Regions from separate parts of the Mus musculus genome. Here region 1 is linked to region 2. A link is a contact called in public HiChIP or PLAC-seq data. All regions are on one chromosome and are shown on one strand. Each heading gives the region's core, a stretch centred on a gene start, on an enhancer-like site or on the middle of the called end of the contact. The rest is flanking DNA. Distances are from core to core; before and after follow the strand shown. Region 1 overlaps D430042O09Rik (RIKEN cDNA D430042O09 gene). Region 2 holds the start of Xpo6 (exportin 6).

Region 1 (4,141 bases), core at 47-2,546, 370 kb after region 2:
AGAGAACCAGCTCTTAAGAATTATTCCTCTGATCCCCCGCCCTGCCCCAAACATACAATGAATGTAATTAAAACAAAAGAAAAATTTAAACCATAGCTGCTCCTGAACACCCCACCCCCAATCCCCGGCAGCTGGCTGGGCACTGCCTGGCTCTGCTCCGACCAGGCTCCCTACACTTTCACGCTGAGTCCAACAAGCTATCATGTGGCTCCTTGTTCCCCTTCCCCTGTGACCCTGGCCTCTCCCCTGAGCAGCCTCAGTTCAGTAGTACCTGAGGTCAGCGTGGACTGTCTGGGTGTCTGTCATAGCTGTGCCCTGGAAGGGGACTCCTGGTCTCACTCATTTCTGAATGCCAGCACTAGGCACAGCTTCTTGGTGGGGACTAACCTAGTGGCTAAGTGACACGGGTTTCCCAGCATCTGTCCTAGTTTCAGCTTTACAGAAGGGCCTACCTGCATCTGGTTAAAAGGTATCTGTCTGCTTCAGGAGACATTGGAAAGGAAAGAGAAGAAGGACCAATTCATTGCCATAACGAAGAAATGGGGTGGCTTACCCCTCAGAGCTTGGTTTCTGGATTGTCTACCAACTCAGAACGCTTGGTGCTTAGGTCCCACACAGCTGGGTCTGGGGTTCAGTATTGCCTAAGCTAGGCTACCCCTCTCAGAACCTCAGTCCTCACTAATCAATCACTGCTCTCTACATCCCTCACATCCCTTCTAGGTCCTGACTGGCCCACAGCCATCTTGGCTTTGGAATACTGGGGGTGGGGTAGACATTTTACTGTAAACTCTGCTACTGAGACTATCTTAGAGACTATCACTCGGAGTGTGCCTCCGATGGGCAGCAGGGAGGACGGCTGGTGACGCTGGTTCTGAAGCCTGGCTCCAGCCACAAGAACAGTTAGGGCTTCTTGTCTCCTGATGCTGGAGCTTTGGGTAGGGAAGGACAGCTCTGGAGGCTCAAGGGATGCTGACTTACTCTGGAAGCACCTTGGCTGGGCTAGAACTCTGTGTTCCTAGCAGCTGTTTAGGACTCAGAGACCTCATCTCAAAATCTGGCAGGTAAGCATTCATTATCATAAGCTCCTCCCTCTGTGGCAGAAAGGGAGCAGGAGTCCATTTCCCTTCTCATTTCTGTCAGAAGAAGGAAGGGCAGGAGAACTAAGGGGGCACTGTATCATTCAAAGCCCCAGTGCACTAACCCGAGGCTAACTCACGGGCTCATTCGTGGCCAGGCCTTCTCGTATTTCCTGTTTAGATAGAATCTGTGTGAGGTCCTGGTGGGAAGCCAGGAGCTAACTGCAGAGTCCTGACATGCCCCAGTGCCAGGCCAGCAGGCAGAACACGTGTAGCACCCACCCTGTATCATGGTAGCCTTTAGCCATGCTCCACTGAGAGGCCTTGTGGAACCCCAGGGCAAGTGGACTGCTGTGCCTCCCTGTGGATAAAAGACCACGGCCACGGTGAATCGTGGCCGCTGGTCTGCCTTGGGATGCCCATAGCCCACATGCTGGAGGGAAGGTTTGCTCTCAGTGATTATCATAAGCATTTACGGGACCAGACAGAGCTTGAGTGCACTGTTTCAGCTTGTATTCTAGTAGCAGACCCTGAGGCAAGAAGCTCTGGGCAAGTGGCTTGTTTAAAAGACAGTGCTAGAAGCCTAGGCCAAGAGGGAAGGCAGGCTGCTCATGAATGGTATGTGAGCAAGCTAGCCATTCCTGCACGGACCTAGAGTAAGGCCACCATGGAAACAGAGCCAGTGTGGACATATCTTGGAATGATTCTAACCACAGGACAAGGAAATGAAGTATTTGCACCCTGACCTCTACACCAGCATGGGCTGAAGGCTACTTCTAGAAGCTTCAGTACCAGTCTCTAGCTCGGGCCAGCTGCATGGAAGCTCAGGAAAAGAATCCTATGTGATGACTAACTACAAAACCAAAGGTGCTTTTCTGTCCCATCACTGATTAAACACAGATCCTACCACCAGCAGACAAATGCAAGCTGCCTCGTAACTAATACCATGTTTCCAAAGGAATAGGCTACCAATAAGAAAATACCCAACAATTTGGAAGAATGTCAAGGGCAATCTGTGTGGGAACCAGCCAACTTCCAAATGCATCAGACTGTAGAAAATAGCTTTTCTTTCTGGTGCTTCTCTCTCTCTCTCTCTCTCTCTCTCTCTCTCTCTCTCTCTCTCTCTCTCTCTCTCTCTCTCTCTTTTCTCGGTGCTAGGAGCCTCACACAATACAAGCTATCTACCACTGAACTGGACCACAACCCCCATTACAACATTCTTGAAATCACAGAGTCTAGAGATAAGAATGGGCAAGTGGCTCCAGATGCTAGGGACACACACACACACACACACACACACACACACACACACACACACACAAGCTATCTATTAGTACGGTGAGAGTTATCTTTGGGGGAAACTAGGCAACAGCATATGGCATTCCTGTGTATTCTTTTCCCTTTAATTGAGATATAACTCATATTCCATAATTCAAATTTTTCTTTTTTTAATTCCTTTTTTATTAGATACTTTATTTATATTTCAAATGTTATCTCCTTTCCTGGTTTCCCCTTCAAAAACTCCTTCCTCCATACCCCCCTCCCTGCTCACCAACCTATCTACTCCCACTTCCTGGCCCTGGCATTCCCCTACACTGGGGCATACAGCCTTCACAGGACCAAGGAACTCTCCTCCCATTGATGACCAACTAGGCCAACCTCTGCTACATATGCAGCTGGAGCCATGAGTCCCACCATGTGTACTCTTTGGTTGGTGGTAGTTCCTGGGAGCTCTGGGGGTACGGGTTAGTTTATATTATTGTTCCTCCAATGGGGCTACAAACCCCTTCAACTCCTTGGGTCCTTTCTCTAGCTCCTTCATTGGGGACCCTGTGCTCCGTTCAATGGATGGCTGTGAGCAAATACTTCTGTATTTGTCTGGAACTGGCAGAGCCTCTCAGAAGACTGCTATATCAGGCTCCTGTCAGCAAGCACTTGGCATCCACAGCAGTGTCTGGGTTTGGTGATTGTATATGGGATGGATCACCAAGTGGGTCAGTCTCTGGATGGTCATTCCTTCAGTCTCTGCTCCACACTTTGTCTCTGTAACTCCTTCCATGATTATTTTGTTTCCCCCTTCTAAGAAGGATTGAAGTATCCATACTTTGGTCTTCCTTCTTCTTGAGTTTCATGTGGCTTGTAAATTGTATCTTGGGTATTCCAAGCTTCTGGGCTACTATCCACTTACCAGTGAGGGCATATCATGTGTGTTCTTTTGTGTTTGGGTTACCTCACTCAGGATGATATCCTCCAGGTCCATCCATTTGCCTAAGAGTTTCATAAATTCATTGTTTTTAATAGCTAAGTAGTACTCCACTGTGGAAATGTACATTTTCTTTATCCATTCCTCTGTTGAGGGACATCTGGGTTCTTTCCAGTTTCTGGCTATTATAAATAAGGCTACTATGAATATAGTGGAGCATGTGTCCTTATTACATGTTGGATCATCTTCTGGGTATATGACCAGGAGTGGTATTGCTGGGTCCTCAGGTAGTACTATGTCCAATTTTCTGAGGAACCACCAGACTGATTTCCAGAGTGGTTGTACCAGCTTGCAATCCCACCAGCAATGGAGGGGTGTTCCTCTTTCGCCACATCCTCACCAGCATCTGTTGTCACCTGAGTTTTTGATCTTAGCCATTCTGACTGGTGTGAGGTGGAATCTCAGGGTTGTTTTGATTTGCATTTCCCTGATGACTAAGGATATTGAACGGTTTTTTTTTTTTTTTTAGGTGCTTCTCAGCCATTCAGTATTCCTCAGTTGAGAATTCTTTGTTTAGCTCTGTACCCCATTTTTAATAGGGTTATTTGTTTCTCTGGGGTCTAACTTCTTGAGTTCTTTGTCTATATTGGGTATTAGCCCTCTATCAGATATAGGATTGGAAAAGATCTTTTCCCAATCTGTTGGTTGCCTTTTTGTCTTATTGACAGTGTCTTTTGCCTTACAGAAGTTTTGCAATTTTATGAGGTACCATTTGTCAGTTCTTGATTTTACAGCACAAGTCATTGGTGAGCAATTTGCAAATTCATCTGGAATAACAACAACAACAACAACAACAACAACA
Region 2 (4,078 bases), core at 66-2,565:
TTATTTTCTCCTTCTTCAATTGGGTTTTGTTTTAGTCACTGTTTTATTGCTGTGAATATATACCATGACCATGACAACTCTTGTAAAAGAAAGCATTTAATTGGGGGCTTGCTTCCAGTTTCAGATGGTCCGTCTATCATCATGGCAGGGAACAGGTCGACATGCATGGTACTGGAACAGTAGCTAAAAGATACATCTGATTCACAAAAGGAGACTGGGTTTGCCATTGGCTTTTTTTTTAAATGTTTATTTATTTATTTATTTATTTATTTATTTATTTATTCTATGTAAGTACACTGTAGCTGTCTTCAGACACTCCAGAAGAGGGCATCAGATTTTGTTACAGATGGTTGTGAGCCACCATGTGGTTGCTGGGATTTGAACTCAGGACCTTTGGAAGAGCAGTCGGTGCTCTTAACCACTGAGCCATCTCACCATCCCTGCCATTGGCTTTTGAACTCTTTTTTTTTTTTTTCTGAGACAGGGTTTCTCTGTGTAGCCCTGGCTGTCCTAGAACTCACTCTGTAGACCAGGCTGGCCTCGAATTCAGAAATCTGCCTGCCTCTGCCTCCCAAATGATAGGACTAAAGGCAAGCTCCACTACTGCCCGGTGACTTTTGAACTCTTAAGGCCCACCCCGAGTGACACACATTTTTCCAACAAGACCACACCTAATCATTCTAATCGGTTTCAAATAGTGCCACTTCTGATGACTAAGCTTTAGATATGGGATAGGCATTCTTATTTAAACCAGTACAGGTTCTGAGGATTGAACTTAGATTGGGTTGTCAGACATAGTGGCAAGTACCTTTAAAGGCTGAGCCATATCCCATAAAAACTTATTTTATTTACATGCATGTTTGTGTACCTATATATGTGTATGCTATGTGAGTATGGGTGCAGGTGTCTCCAGAGTCCAGAAGAGGGTGTTGAGTCACCTGGTGTTGGAGTCTGGAATTAGGGATGAAGCCAATTTAGATCGTGACACTAAGTGTTTCAATTTCATCCTGTGACACTTTCTGGTCCTAGGACCCAGAACTGTGGACTGAATGAATAAGATCCCAGGAGAGCACAGACCAGCATCGCCGAACTTCTAGTCCGGTGTCAGGGTCCGGAAAGATGCTCAGAAAAGATTTGCGGAATGAATGAGTGAAAAGAAACGAAAGGGAAACCTTTCCTTTACCAAAATGGCCGCGTGTCCCTTTACCAACGCGGCGGTCCCTGGCCTCTTGGGCGGGGACGTGGTGGGCGGGGCCAGTGAACAGTCAGGTGCGGCCCCGCCCTCCTCTGCCCTCACTTGATTCCGGATTGGTCCGGTTCCAGCGCCGCAGCAGGCCGCGGGCTGAGGGGCCGCCTGGTGCTCGCCACTTCCGGCGCGTTGGGCTGTTGGCAGAGGGTGGCCGCGAGGGGCGAGCCGCGGCTACTGGTGGCGCGCAGGGATGCGGAGGGAGCCCGCCGCGAGGACAGAGGTGGCGAGGACAGCAAGGGCCCGCGGGCCTCTCTCCTGAGCCGGCCGCGCCGCCCAGGCCCAGGCAGCCTCTGCCCCTTCAGTCTCGGCTGAGGCCCGTCGCCGCCTCGGGCCGCGGAGGCCGGGGAGTCCCTGCCTGGGCCCGCAGCCTCCCTCTCGGGGGTCGGGCCCAGGCGGGGGGCCTCGTGTAGCCGCCTCTGAACCCCATTTTCTGCTTTTGCGTTTCCCCGGGGTGGGCCGAGGTCTGGATGAATCGCTTCGGGGGGTCCCCGAAGGGGCCCGTGTGCTCCTTTTAAAGGTGCCGGCGGGGCCCGGGTAGGGAACCGGTTGTCTTTGCATGGGCGGGGGACTCCCCGAGCCTGCCGGGACCATGACCTGAACTGTGCGAGCGGGACACGACGGATCCCAAGAGCTAGCTCACCTGAGCCATCCCCTTCCCGGCCAGCATGGTGAGTGGGTCCAGGGACCGGGTTGGAGGGGTGGCAGTGGGCCTCAGAGCAGCTGAGCCATCTCTTCTTCCCTGAGGCGGGGAGAGGCGCGTGCGAGCCTGGCCGGTGACACATGCGTGCAGGGTGTGCAACCGGCTGTACGCTCCCATTGCCCCCACCCCCACCCCCACTGGATGTCTTGAGTAGCGCCACGGATACAACCCCCTGCCTCACTGTTGGCTGTGCCCTTGTGCAGCAAGTCGTGATTATCAGTATCATTTATTTATTGATGGCATACTGTGTGTCATTTCCTTTGCTAAGTCAGTGGTATGTATTTTGTTAGTATATCAACCCCCTGATTGGAAATGGGGGATACTTGAGGCAAGAAGCAGTTAATTACTCTGCCCAAGGTCAGTTGACTCTTTTGGGTTAGTAGCACTATTTGAACATAAGCAATCTGTTATAGAACTGGCTGGATTTTTGGAGACCATCTGTCCAGCGGTAGGTTTGCGTTTGCAGAAATCTAAAGTAGTATTTGTAGAGGTTACTGGTTACGGATACAGACGATGGCAGAGTCAGCAGTGGGGTCTTTGGACATCTTGGTTGCTGTTCTTTTTGTTTTCTGCTCTGGCCTTTTCCTTGGAAAACTATGCATACTTTCAGGTCCCACTAAAAAAAACCTCTCTGAAAGGAAAATACCTCCTCTTCTTGCAGGCTTTTTAGCTTTTCCATAGTCCTTGGGGTTTGTGTACTCAGAGCAGTTGGTTGAGTGCTTGTCTTTTGCCATTTTAATGTTTCTGAGCCTTATCTGCCCATCACAGTAGGCAAGGTGAAGTTAGTCCTCTGATTCTTTATCTGCCTCAGTTTGGCATCTAGCCCATGATGAGTGAGTGCCCAGCCTGGGTTTGAGCACTGATCCCCCCCCCCCCCCCCCACACACACACACACATTGCCTGGCGATTAGAGGTGTATTGAGATGTGGCTGGTGCACCTTTTTAATGCACACATCAGACCAGACTGTCAAACTCTTAAGGGGTGGGAGGGTGGGTGGGGTACATAAAGTCCTGGTTAGTGGAAAGAGGTTGTTCTAAGGCACTCACTTTGTCCTCCTGGGTTTACAACCAAGCTGGGTAAAATACACCATTAAAGCTGAGCAGCATGGTATGATTTGTGCTATATATGGTGTGTGTGTTTGTGTACATACTAGACAAGGTGACAGATTTGTTGAACTTCAGTTTGTTTCCTGATCTATACAATGTACAGACAAGAATTTTCCAAAAGTAATTTAAAGATAGGAAACATATATGAATCCCACCCCTTCATTATAATTTTATGAAATGTTTGAATTTAAATATCCCCACTCCCCCCAGACAGGGTCTTCCTGTGTAGTTGTCTCTGGCTGTTCTGCACTCAGTACATAGACCCGCCTGTCTCTGTCTCCTGAGTGCTGGCATTAAAGGTGTGGGCCACTGTACCCAGCTGAAAGTTTGAATTTTTGAATTGTGATAAGGTACACTTAAGGACTTAGACTAATTTTCAGTTTTCTGACATGTACATTTCTGTTGTGTAGCTCTCATGGTTTATTTACATCGCCACGGAATTTCATCTCCCCAAACTAAAACATGGTATCATGACATACTGACCTTGGTCCCTCCTTTAGCAGTTCCTCTCCTGTCCCCTGGTCTCCAGTGTGTCTCCCTTTCTGTCTCTATCCTTCTGATCTAATCTTCCTACTTTTTTTTTTTTTAAAGATTGATTTATTTATGTATATGAGTACACACTGTAGCTGTACAGATGGTTGTGAACCTTCATATGGTTGTTGGTTGTTGGGATTTGAACTCAGGACCTTTGAAAGCGCAGTCAGTCCTCTTACCTGCTGAGCCATCTCTCCCCCCCCCCCCCCTTTTTTTTTTTTTTGGTAGAAGAGTCTTCTCTCCTATGACTGGCACATTTCACTTAATGAAGTGTCTTCAAGACCCATGCACGGTGTTGGTGTGCAGGCTTTCCTTGCAGTCTTCGAGTGTGTGTGCCATGTTTGCTTGTCCACCCATCCATCCCTTGGTGCTTGCTTTGTTTGTGTCCCCCTTTGTCAGTTGTGAGTAATCTGCGGTGAGAAATAGAGTGTACAAATCCTTAAATCCTTTGGCTGGCTGGCTTTCTTTCTTTCTTTCTTTCTTTCCTC

Evidence for each region. HiChIP or PLAC-seq counts read pairs in DNA pulled down with a chosen protein or histone mark.
Region 1: an H3K4me3 HiChIP or PLAC-seq map of embryonic hindbrain shows a contact between it and region 2, with 6 times the contacts expected there. The contact joins the enhancer-like site here to the promoter of Xpo6 in region 2. A contact is called at or near these places in 4 of 39 promoter capture datasets (the 3T3-L1 cell line, the HPC-7 cell line, cranial neural crest and 1 more), 1 of 115 datasets of contacts at active chromatin or transcription factors (embryonic hindbrain) and 1 of 9 other capture datasets (macrophages).

What each region holds. Positions count from the first base shown.
Region 1 is chr7:125,824,781-125,828,921 of GRCm38.p6, reverse strand. The region is part of intron 13 of D430042O09Rik (RIKEN cDNA D430042O09 gene); the gene reads right to left. Among named protein-coding and RNA genes, the nearest start is that of D430042O09Rik, 120 kb to the right of the region's middle. Within about 2 kb of position 1,296, at least 23 of the 459 cell types and tissues checked have an H3K27ac peak or open chromatin away from gene starts, as enhancers often do.
Region 2 is chr7:126,197,738-126,201,815 of GRCm38.p6, reverse strand. It overlaps Xpo6 (exportin 6), which reads left to right and starts at 1,315. Exons shown (of 24, transcript NM_001311143.2): 1 at 1,315-1,917. The coding sequence starts at 1,915.